2 separate regions of the Salmo salar genome follow, and region 2 is linked to region 1. Evidence: chromatin contacts called from public Hi-C data. All regions are on one chromosome and are shown on one strand. Each heading gives the region's core, a stretch centred on a gene start, on an enhancer-like site or on the middle of the called end of the contact. The rest is flanking DNA. Distances are from core to core; before and after follow the strand shown.

Region 1 (6,009 bases), core at 200-2,699:
GCTTTGAATATAAAAACCTGAGCCATTGTAATATAGCTGTCAGAATTGAAATATGGGTCCATAGTATGGCAGATGTAAAAGTGCTATGGAAAGATAGAGGAGAAATTCCTTTAAAGAACATTTAAGGGTCATTGCTGTTTGACAGGGCTAAGAAAAAAGACGTACAACACATTTATTACAATAGAATAGTACGTAGCATTGTACCAAGCTATTAACATTACACAGTAACTCGTGAATTTCCTAAACAAGGCTAAATGATATGGCTGTGCATAACTGTCATGTGTTCCATTACATTTTTCAGGCCAATATTGTATCATTATGCACTATGCGAGTCAGACGGAAAATTGTATTATCGTATCAATATTAATGTAGTTATAGGCCTATAATTATCACTTTCATTCTGCAGTATCGTAGCAAATGTGATGTGTAATTTGAACTGTAACCCTTGGAAGTTGACAGAGTCAATATAAATTAATCTAAAGTATTTTCTGCAAATGTGTTACACACATACCCACAACAGCTTTGAACAATATGACATTTACTGTCTAATTTTATGCCCAAATAATATTTGAACCTCCTACACAAAAAGACACACCACATAGCCTACACACTAATAGACAAAGACGCACATACGTGCGCGTGCTTGTGTGCAGTATCATAAATCCAAATTAGGCCCCTCAATGGACAATGTGAACACATTGCACACTGACTATCTACATTGACACAACTGCATCCACAATGAAAACACTAACAGAAGCCTAATTGCGGCGGATTATATTTTAGCAACCAAACTTTAGGAGGCCAAACTAAAGCTATACTGTAGCCTACATAGTGCTGCTGATCTGTCAAACCATGCAGCTACTACAGTGCCTAGCTTGGACAGATGAATACGCACAAATGCAACATGCAAGGTGGGTAGTACACGTTTGGAAGCAAGTATGCGCCAATGAGACTCACCCGTCAGGTTCTTCCGCTGATTTAGACGAGAATACGGTTGTTTTGAGACAGAAGCTGGGATGAAAAAAAGTCAAAGCCTCCCGGTATCCAGCGCAAGTGAAGTGGTAGGGAATGCAACTGCACAACACTGGGTTTTTCCTATCTAAATCCCTCCGCAACGCACCGCGTACGGGCAAACTGTCTCGTACAGTTCCTCTATTGCACTTAAACAAAGTCGCTAGGTGCTCGTTATTTGGGATTTGCCTTTAGGTGTGTGCAAAAAAAAGTGCTCCAGTATCGTTTCGACTGTGAAATTGAATCAAGAGAACTGCTAGGATTTCTCTTCCCTCCGCTTATGTATACAGTATGGGGCGAGCATAAAACCATTTTTTAGAAAACGATCTACCGCTCTCTACAGGAATACCACTGTAAATTACAAACACATCTGCCTTCTTTGATAAAAACGACATTAAAAAATAGCAAACTTGTTTTGAATATGACGCCATCAGACTGAATAGAAATGAATGTGGTTCCGAGATGTTGAGCATCCCTTGGCATCCACACGTGTCTGGCGCGGCGCGTTATCCTCGTCCTTATAAAGGTCTGCTGAAGATGCGCTCCACCTCCTCCCTTCGGAATTAGAAAGACCTCTAACCTTGTTACCTGAAGATGAGGTGAGGATCAGGAGCTTTTTCTCTATAATACAACATAACAATTTCCAAACATACAACAATAAACACTATCATACATTAAGCATACGTGAGGAAAACATGAATACAACAATTCTTACTATAGGCTATGCTTAATAATTATTGTGTTAAACCTTCAACAGTCGTGTAAAGTACTTAGGGAAAATACTTTAAAGTGCCACTTAAGTGTTTTTTGAGGTATCTGTACTTTACTTTACTGTCTATATTTTTTGTCACGTTTTACTTTACTACATTCCTAAAGAAAATAATGTACTTTTTACTCCATACATTTTCCCTGACACCCTAAAGTACTGTTACATGTTGAATGCTTAGCAGGACAGGAAAATTGTCAAATTCACGCACTTATCAAGAGTACATCCCTGGTCATCCCTACTGCCTCTGATCTGGCGGACTCACTAAACACACATGCTTTGTTTATAAAGATGTCTGAGTGTTGGAGTGTGCCCCTGACTATACTTTTTTTTAAATAACAAGAAAATGGTACTGTCTGGTTTGTTTAATATAAGATTTTTGAAATAATTTATACTTTTACTTTAACTTTTGATACTTAAGTATATTTTAGCAATTACATTTACCTTTGATACTTAAGTATATTTAAAAGCAACTACTTTTACTCAAGTAGTATTTTACTGGGTGACTTTCACTTGAGTCATTTTCTATGAAGGTATCTTTACTTTTACTGAAGTATGACTGTCACGGTTGTCGTAGGAATGAGCGGACCAAAGTGCAGCGTGTGTGTCGTTCCACATTTTATTTATACTGTGAAACTATGCAACACATAAATAAACTTGAATGACCAAAAAAAAAACGTGACGCAGAGGTGAAACAGACACCACTCAAAACTAATCTCCCACAAACCCAGGTGGAAAAAAAACCCCTACTTAAGTATGATCTCCAATTAGAGACAACGAGGACCAGCTGCCTCTAATTGGAGATCATCCCAAACAAAACCAACATAGAAATACAAAACTAGAACATGAACATAGAAATACAAAACATAGAAAAACACCCCCTGTCACACCCTGACCTACTCTACCATAGAAAATAACATCTTGCTATGGTCAGGACGTGACAATGACATGCGGGTAGTTTTTCCACCACTGACCTTCAATGTATTCTATAGCTTACAGCAGTTTTGTATCCACCCTGAAAACCTACACATCTAAGATAGGCCTACCTACTGTATTATGCCTATAGACCAAAAAATATTTTGGACTGAAAACTGAAGGAGGATTTGGATACAGGGCTCAACAATTAGTCAATGTTAATACTCTGCAGATAGCGAGTTTATTTTTCAAATTTATAATGTGAGAACGCCTGTCTGCAAAGCAGAAGTTTGGTTCATATCCAAGAGCAATATGGGAGTGGATTGCATTTTCTGTCATATGGTATCAGTAAGGAGAGGTCCACATGTTACAAACTAGCTATCTTAAATAAGGATTTTATTTAAAAACCTCAAACATGTATTTTACCATGACCCCAATGAGGAAAACTCCAACTGTTCCTTGCGTCATTCTAAGGTGACGTGGTAAAACCTAACTCTCGCTTCCATTCAGTCTGAATAATCACCCTCTAGCACACTAACATTCCTATCATGGCTGACTGCAGATATTTCCATCAGTAGCCTACTAGGCTATGGACCCTTTCCAAGGTGTTAAGAACTCATATACAGTAAACATTATGATATTTCTGCTATTAGAGATAACTCACCCATTAAATGACGCTGGGTTTGAGAAATCATGATGCATGATGATAAGCTGTATGCTGCCAAAGCATTAACGATGATTCAGGCCATTTCATCCATTTCCATCTCATCTAACCGCTGCATGGACTTGGCTGAGCAAATGTATGCTTACTAGCCCAACATCAGTAACATCCATCTAATCTTCCGTACAAATATGTATAGAGAAAAGCACAGTGTAAAGTGTATTGAGATATGTTTTCTAAACATTTAATGCTTGAACATGTGAAATCTACATTGGACGGAATCAACTACCGATTCAAATCACCTGTGGAAGGGAATGAAGGTTGTTGGTTGTTGCTTTTGTGCAAATACATGTACTACTGTTCCAGTCAGATTAAATATTTGTCCCATCTTTACTAAACCCTCGTCAACATAGTGTGTGCCTGACTGATGTACAAAAGATGGGATCTGTGAGGTTTGATATGGGTACCCACTGGGCACAGACGTCAATTCAACGTCTATTCTACATTGATTGAACGTAATTTCATTGAAACCAGTGTGCCCCCAGTGGGTAGTTGCTACCATTTGATTTGGCGGGGGCTCTCTTTGATGGCAGCACCCTCCATTTGATCACACTGAGCAACAGTACTTTTTCCCGGAACAAAGCAGCTACTCCACCAGAGGCTCACCTACCGACAGAAATTAACCCTGCAGCAGGTGGTGGAGACTGTGTGTGTGTGTGTGTGTGTGTGTGTGTGTGTGTGTGTGTGTGTGTGTGTGTGTGTGTGTGTGTGTGTGTGTGTGTGTGTGTGTGTGTGTGTGTGTGTGTGTGTGTGTGTGTGTGTGCGTGTGCCTTGGCCAAATCAGAAATTACGCCACAAAACATTTTCTGAAAGCTTACTCTTAAAAAGAAACCAATTGTGGGCGTCAGTTAAATTGGTGATAATTATGATAAATAAAAAAGTATACCAGTTTCATTTAATGACCAAAAACTTGACAGCTGTGCCTTATAGATTGTAAAATAGTTTCCATATACCAATTCCATGGCACATGGTTAATGAACTGATACGCAAAACGACGCTGGATTCAACATTTTCAGTTAAAATTATTATCCAAAATTCTTGCAACCAATATAATGTTATATATATGGGGGACACAACCATCCCAGCTCTGCAGATTTTGCTGCGTAGAGACAGAATCATTAGATAAATTGTTTTGATACTGTCCATATATAGCTTGTTTTTGGTCTCATGAATGGCTGATTAATGGCAACATTTACTTGGAGCTAACTCTGCAAATACCACTGCTGGGTGATTTAAAAAGTCATAGTCAATTGATCAATAATATAATAATACTCTTAGCAAACATTTTTATCTTTAATTTACAATCTGTAGAAACTATAAGAATAGAAAGGTTTAGAGCTTTTGTGAAACATCACAGCACAGTTAAAAAATTATGGTGTTGAGAGACAGATAGGAGGGGTTGTGTTGAACTGAAGGATGGGCCTAAAAACAACAAGATAACTAATGTAAAATATAATGTGTCTGTAAAATGTATATAGGTTCAGAACTTTTGGGAAACAGCACAGTTAAAAATATATGGAAAATATAAATCAAACTGGATGGTCTTCAGAGATAGATGGGGGGGGGGTAGTAATCTGCAATGCATTTCAATTAACAGGTGTGCCTTATTAAAAGTTAATTTGTGGAAATTCTTTCCTTCTTATTGCATTTGAGCCAATCAGTTATGTTGTGACAAGGTAGGGGTGGTATACAGAAGATAGCCCTTTTTGGTAAAAGACCAAGTCCATATTATGCCAAGAACAGCTCAAATTGTCACGGAGTTCGTTGGGTTGTACAGACCAAAACGCAGCCGGGATCTGAATGCTCATCTTATTATTTAATAGAATAAAGAGAACACGGAGAAAAAACAAGAAAACGAATAAAGACTAGTGACAGTTTTACAGGCAGAATAAACGCAGTGCAAAATACAACTACCCACAACCTACCAAACAAACACACACCTACTTATAGGACTCCCAATCAGAGGCAACTAGAAACACCTGCCTCCAATTGAGAGTCCAGCACCCAAAACTACACATAGAAAAACAAACCTAGAACCTATACCAAAACTAACACACCCCACTACACCACACACAAAACCCCACAATACAAAACAAATATACCTCTGCCACGTCCTGACCAAATATAATACAAATAATACCTAAATATTGGTCAGGACGTGACATTACCCCCCCCCCCTAAAGGTGCATACACCGAATGCACCAACATAAAGAAAACCCAATACAAAAATAAACCCCCTAAACTAAAGGGAGGGAAGGGCGGGTGGCTGCCGTCAACGACGGCACTGTGCTACACCCCCCCTCCCCAACCCACCTATATTGGAGGTGGCTCCGGTTCTGGCCTACTGCCCTCCAGACCGTAGACAGACTTGCTTGGCGTTGGACAGTAGGCAGACTCCTTCGGTTCCAGGTCGTAGGCCGACTCCTTCGGTCCCGGGCTGTAGGCAGACTCATTACATTCACAGTTAATTAATTATATTTTGGGATCGTAGCCAGACTCACCCGGTTCTGGGTCACAGGCAGATTCCCTCAGTCCCGGGTCGCAGGCCGACCCCCTTGGTTCCGGGTCGCAGGCAGACCCCTTCGGTTCCGGGTCA
Region 2 (6,415 bases), core at 2,410-4,909, 240 kb before region 1:
TTGTGCCTTTAGAGTTCGAGAAAATTAACAACTAAGGAAGAATATTTCACTTCTCTCATTGACTTGTCAAAACCCAAACCGCAGCCTGGTCTTCTTGGTCTGCTTCACAAGCTTTTCCGGAAGCCTCATGATGTTGCGCCTCTGGGTTTAGAAACTCTGTGGAGAAACTTTGCAATGTGCGCATTGAACTCATGGAAAAAACCTGAACGAAATGGAATTCAAATAATTGAACCGACGTCGGTCATTTAGTTGTTTAAAAAACACAAAATAACAGAAATGTTTGTTAATCGCTGAGTATTACTTAACGGCCTTATTGCAAACAGAATGGGGGATTTTATGTGTATTTTTTAACACAGGCTTCCTTCTTTTACATTTTTCATTCAAACCAGTAATATGGAGTGAATGCAATGTTGTTGATCTTCTGTATTTACAATTATTGTAGTGGCAGCATCATGTTATGGGTATGCTGGTCACTGGCAGGGACTAGGGAGTTTGTCAAAAACGTACACAGTTTGGGGACACATCCCAAAAGATGAGAAGTGTTTTCATAAGGTAGAAAGAAAGTACAATTAATAAAAACATTAGTGAACCGGCGGTTGTAACTTTCAATAGATTTTCTGACTGATTCATGTTACATTTGGATTGTTTTTGACCGATGCATCTAAATAAACAATTGAACCGGATTCCGATCTGTATCGATGAATCATTACACCCATAATGCTTTCAGTAGATAAAAAAACATGCTAAAATGTTACCTTCTTCATCATCAATTTTTGGGAGGATACCCGTCTCCTCGTCAAAGTCAGGGAACTCCTCTTTAGAAAGAACATTAGCAGCAATCATCTGAGGACAGGAAAAATACCATGTATAGATCAACATCACACTAACAAAATGAGCCAAGATGTCTTGATGAACCCTACATGTGTACACATACCTGGTTGATCTCCCACTTCTCAAGGTCTGATATCTTGGTCAGTCTCTTGCGCTCCAGTGTGTCATCCTCCAACTCAGGGGCGTGACCCAGGTTGAGGTTGGTTGGGCGGTCGGGGTTCCTCATGATTTTCTCCTCCCCACCATCAGGGCCCTGGTTCCTCCTCCTGTTGGGGTTCAGGTCCTCCCCCGTTTCCTGGTCTACATCCTGGCAACCAAGAGTATAAGTTTCAGTTATAATTTAATTTAGCTTCATGTCCTTCATCATGCTTACCAAAGGGCAGTAGGCTTTGAATTCATTCCTGCTCTGTGTTGCCGTCTTACCTTCATGCTGAGACTGGTCTTGGAGCCAGTGAAGGACAGCACCTTGATCTTGACTCGTTGACCTTTCTGGACCACATCAGCCACATTGGCAACACGTCCCTCTTTGCGTAGCTCAGAGATGTGGACCAACCCCTCCCAGCGTTTCCTACAATGAAAAACAAGAAAAGGTTTTCAACATCGGGTTTTCAAAACATTGGATCACCGTAAGAGACAGAACGTGTTGGATACATGCTTTCGATATTTTCCAATTCTCTTAACTGACCTCAGTCCCTCCAGTTGCACGAAGCAGCCAAACTGCAGGATACTGGTGACTTTGCCATTGAATATGTCCCCTACAGCAGGCTCTTCTGGTGGAGGCCGGTCCACGTGTTTGTCCTTACAGCGGTCAGAACCAACCTCAATGTCTCGATCCCTGGAGGGGCTCGGACTGCGATCACTCCAGCGGGAAACACGTTTTCGACCGCGTTTGAAGTCTCTGTCCCTCTCACGGTCGCAAGACGGAGAGCGTGAGCGTCTCTTCCTGTCTCTGTCTTGGCTCCGACTTCTGCTTCGCTGCCTTTTGTTGTCCAACCTAAAACAAGAGCCATATAAATGTAAAAAATACCTATTTTTCATCCAATTCAGGGTTTTGCTATTCATAGTGCACCAGTAAAACTTTGTTGCAAACCCTGTGAATTATCAAAATGTCCTTACCTGCTCGTTGAGTTTGTTCCACTGACACTGGGCATGAACATCTCCAATTCTTTCATGGCAGCATCTGCTACCCTCACATCATCGTCTTCTAGCGGAATCTGTGGGTGTTGTTAGAGAGCATTGGTCTACTGACAACCATATGCTGTGTGTGTGGAGTGGGACGTAATAGCAGTGCCTTGTTTAGCCACTATGTATGTACTAATTTCTGAGAGACTTACGGGAGCTGGATTGTCTGGCCTGCACAATCCAGGAAACATCTCCTTCAGTTTGTCCTTCTCACTCTTCTGTTTGACCACAGGCTCAGAGGCTACCGCCATAAAATTAAAGAGATTCAGTATGACATAATCACATACTGTATATCAAATTGTATATCAGCATTGTATAAATCATACTTGAATGTAAGATATCAGCTGCATTCGACACTAACCAGAGTTATATACAGTATGATAAACTAACCTTTGCTTGTAGATGCTTTTGACGGCCGCATAGTTTGAATAAGTCTGAGCAAATTGCTGATGAGAGAATCCTATGAAAGAAAGTGGATTCAAAACCAGAAAGTGTATTGAATGACCGGGCTAATTTTAAACATATCAAACAGCTACATCACACTATCACACTTACTGTGAAGTCTGCTCCATTTTTCAGCAGAAGTGATTTGAAGCCATCAAATGTTGGTTGCTTTTCAGCAAGGCAGATGACAAACTCAGCTAAAAGAGACAGCAAGAATAATCAAATTCAGCAGAGAGAAAAATGCTAGCCAACTCTATTCTCTTAAGATAACTATGCCTCTATCATAAATAACTGAGTAACAGCAAATTCTTTTTACTTGTTTTGCCAAGAATGCTCACATGAAACTAAACTAGCTAGCTTTTATGGAACTCGGGGAAATGTCAAATACTTAAACATGTTATGGGGTCCAGACCACCCACCACACTTTCAAGGCAAAGTAACCATCTCCTGTACAATAGATAACGTTATGACTAAAAAAATACGTTTTACAATCGGGATTCTGGTTGTCAAACACTGGAGTAAAATTATTAACGTTAGCTAGCTAAAACTAAAGGTAGCTAAGATAGCTAGCTTAGCAGCAAGCTAGTAAGATTATTCCAAATGTGGGGTGACAAAAGTAGTGTGTGTTTATTCAACTTGCCAAGATCTTTCTCGCAAATACCAAGATGGTTGTCAAGTTCTGTGCACACTTTGGACACCAAAGACAGGTATTCAAGCCGCTTAAGCTCCTCAACTCCAAAGTCTGCCATTGTGTCCAGTGTTTGTTTTGTTTTCAGAAAACGCAGGCATTGGTAACACGCACGTTACGTTATGAACTTCGAACTTAGACCACACTTCCGGGTAATGATTTTATTGGTCAGCAGGTGGGGGTAGACTCATTGCCAATATGACAATCTAAACTCCAAGTTAATTTTTTTAACCTTTATTTAACTAGGCAAGTCAGTTAACAACAAATTCTTATTTACAATGACCACCTAACCCGGAAGACGCTGGGCCAATTGTGCACCGCCCTATGGGACTGTAAATCACGGGCCGGTTGTGATACAGCCTGGAATCGAACCAGGGTCTGTAGTGACACCTCTAGCACTGAGATGCAATGCCTTATACCGCTGCACCACTCAGGAGCCCCAAAACTGACATTGTGGTCTCCAGTGTGGCTGTCAATAAAACATTTCTAAATTAAACATTAGCAACAAAAAGAGAACTATACAAGTGCAGAAAATGTTAGGATTACACTAGCACAGTAAAGCAATCACTCAAAGCTAAACCAAGTATTAAGTTCCATCCTGGTATAAAAAGACAGCCTACTATAAAAGACAAACTGTCTCAGAGCACTGTGCTTTTAAAACAAAGACGTTCACTGACTTGTCAAATTACTGCCCAGTCCCCTTCCTATTGAATTGATCATTTTTCAGAAGTTCACACACAGGTCAGATGTGACATTCAAGTAAAACAAACATGTTTCATTGTCCATGATACTCAAATATAAGATTGATTCTCCTCAGGGGATGAGACATTTTTATTAATGTTACCCAGGTAAGCCTATAAGGACAGGAGAGCAATGACCTCATTTTACTAGTTGACTGCTATACAGGTCAAGAGACAGAATTCAGCCTACCAGAATTCAGCTCAAAATGATAGAATTGCAGTTAATAGAAAACAGCTGAGCACACATAACACATGTCCAAAACAAATCGATAATGACCCAGCTTTATCAATCGCATGTTACAGCTAACAAGGCCTGTTGGCAGACAATGTCTCTCCATGGTATTTCTCAACCAGCTGAAATAGGAATGTGTCCCTCTCTTTCTGTGTTGCGATAAAGGATGCACATTCTAGCGCCGCCGAAAGGCGCGGGAGATTCTCCAAGCGTTGGGCTCTTCGTAACGGTTGTAGAGGGGCTCAAGGCGCTGCTGCTTCTTCTGTTTGCTGAGGCGTGTGGGGTCTGACACTTTGAAAAAGGCCGGCGAGAACTCTACCAGCCAGCGTGGGTCAATGGTGGTCACCTCCCTCATGTACTCCTTAGTAGTCAGCACCAACTCATGGTACACCACCCTGTGGAGAGAGGAATAAGAGGATCAGGCAAGAGGAAAAGGATGTCCAGAATGGCTCAGTACCAGTTGACATTCAATGTACACTAGTGACTAATCTATTAGTCCCCATGGTAATCAAAAAGGAGAGTTGACTCACCACTCAGGCTGGCGGTTGAACAGGGCACTGGAGGGGTGGATGTACACCACCTGCTGGTCAATGAGGGTACGGTAGCCCTCCTGGGGATCCTTTTTGGCTGCGTTCCGGAAGAAACCACTGCAGATGGCCTTCTGCACACGCACTGTGGCCTTTCCACAAGTCACCACATCCAGTTTATGTCTGAAAAGAGGTAAACGTTTTTGGATTTGTGTGAGAAGATTTCTAGTAAGTGAGGTTTCTTTACCAGATATACAATTACCTTGATCATCAAATGGACAGTGGAACCTACCTGTCCATGATACCCAGCATCTGTTTGCGGATATCCTGGGCTCTGCGCAAGGAACGGGCCTGGATGAAGTTCTCGTAGCACCAGGGGTTGGAGAACTTGTTGTTCTTCCAGGAGTTATAGACAGCCAACAGAGTAAGGTGGTCTCCCTCGGCCTGGTGGAACTTGGCCTTCTTCTGGTCAGCCAGCGCCTGCTTGTCCTGAGACACAGAATAAAAGGACTGTTAGTCATCAAATGATCAACAATGGCACACCATATAACTGCCTCATTGAGCTCTCCAACCATAATGGTAAACCTCAACACAACATTGAACTGTGCTGCAAAGAAGAAAAGAAAGAATATCTTATCAGGATACCCAGAGGAGTGATACGACCCTAATTTCAGTGTTTATGAGTCTTGTGATTTGCCGTACCTTGGGCCTGTAGAAGACGTTCTGCACAGACAGCATGGAGACGATGGTGAGCATCTCCTCACTGCAGCCCAGGTGGACGGACATGATCAGCATCTTACACAGCATGGGCTCCAGAGGGAACTCAGCCATCTGACAGAGCGATGGAAATAATGAATTGGTAATTAATCCTCACTTTTGCCTTTCTTAACAATAGTCTCCTTTTTTGGTATAAACTCTTACCCTGCGTCCTAGACGAGTGAGCAACCCTTCATCGTCCAGAGACCCCAGAGTGTAGAGCTGCTCCATGGCTGTGATCAGCGTCTCCATGGGTGGAGCGTCCATGAAATCAAATGATAGCAGGTCATTGATGCCCATGGCCTGAAGGAATAAGGAGAAAGGGAAGTCAGGGGATGACACGGGAGTAGGTCTGAGCAGACAAGTATAGATCACAGATGCATGTACAGTGAAACAAGGTTTAGCCCCTTTCGTTACTGTGGGCATACCTTGAGGGACAGCACAGTGCTGGCCAAGTTAGTTCTCTGGATCTCAGGCACGTTGGTGGTGAGCATCTCGTCTCGGTATGCTCTCTCTGTGTACAGCCTGTAGGTCTTCCCTGGGCCAGTTCTTCCAGCTCTTCCAGCCCGCTGCTTGGCTTGGGCCTAACAGAAGATACATTGAATCCCTTAGCATACCAAATCCTAATTGCTTGAGAGAGACAGAGGGGATAAATCTGGGTACGTTTAGAATATAAATATGAATTGAGTGATTAACCAGTCTACCTGTGAAATGGGAGTCACCACCAGCTGGTCAATACCAGTCTTGGAGTTGTACACCTTTTGCTTCACAAATCCTGGGTCCACAACGTAGTAGATACCGTCAATGGTCAGAGACGTCTCAGCAATGTTAGTGGCAATGACAACCTTTCTGCTGCCGGGGGGAGCAGGGTCAAAGATACGGGTCTGCATCTCGCTTGGCAGCGCGGAGTAGACCGGTAGAATGATGAGTTCAGGCACTTCAGGTCCCAGAGACTTCATCCGTTCATACAAGATCTCACAAGCTGTGTCAATCTCCTCCTGACCAGTCAGAAACA

Evidence for each region. Hi-C and Micro-C count contacts between places; a contact is called where the count stands out from the background.
Region 2: a Hi-C map of muscle shows a contact between it and region 1, with 4 times the contacts expected there. The contact joins the promoter of LOC106589301 here to the promoter of LOC106589304 in region 1. A contact is called at or near these places in 2 of 3 Hi-C or Micro-C datasets (gill and muscle).

The regions. Positions count from the first base shown.
Region 1 is chrssa28:2,016,935-2,022,943 of Ssal_v3.1, reverse strand. It overlaps LOC106589304 (thyroid hormone receptor alpha), which reads right to left and starts at 1,449. Exons shown (of 10, transcript XM_014179099.2): 1 at 958-1,449.
Region 2 is chrssa28:2,255,577-2,261,991 of Ssal_v3.1, reverse strand. LOC106589301 (ATP-dependent RNA helicase DHX8) reads right to left here and starts at 3,659. Exons shown (of 23, transcript XM_014179091.2): 1 at 3,098-3,659; 2 at 2,569-2,654; 3 at 2,404-2,473; 4 at 2,166-2,254; 5 at 1,948-2,045; 6 at 1,517-1,825; 7 at 1,255-1,399; 8 at 935-1,138; 9 at 756-843. The coding sequence starts at 3,206. LOC106589300 (ATP-dependent RNA helicase DHX8) reads right to left here. Exons shown (of 22, transcript XM_014179090.2): 16 at 6,105-6,415; 17 at 5,829-5,984; 18 at 5,566-5,703; 19 at 5,347-5,475; 20 at 4,937-5,133; 21 at 4,648-4,827; 22 at 3,959-4,512. The coding sequence ends at 4,293.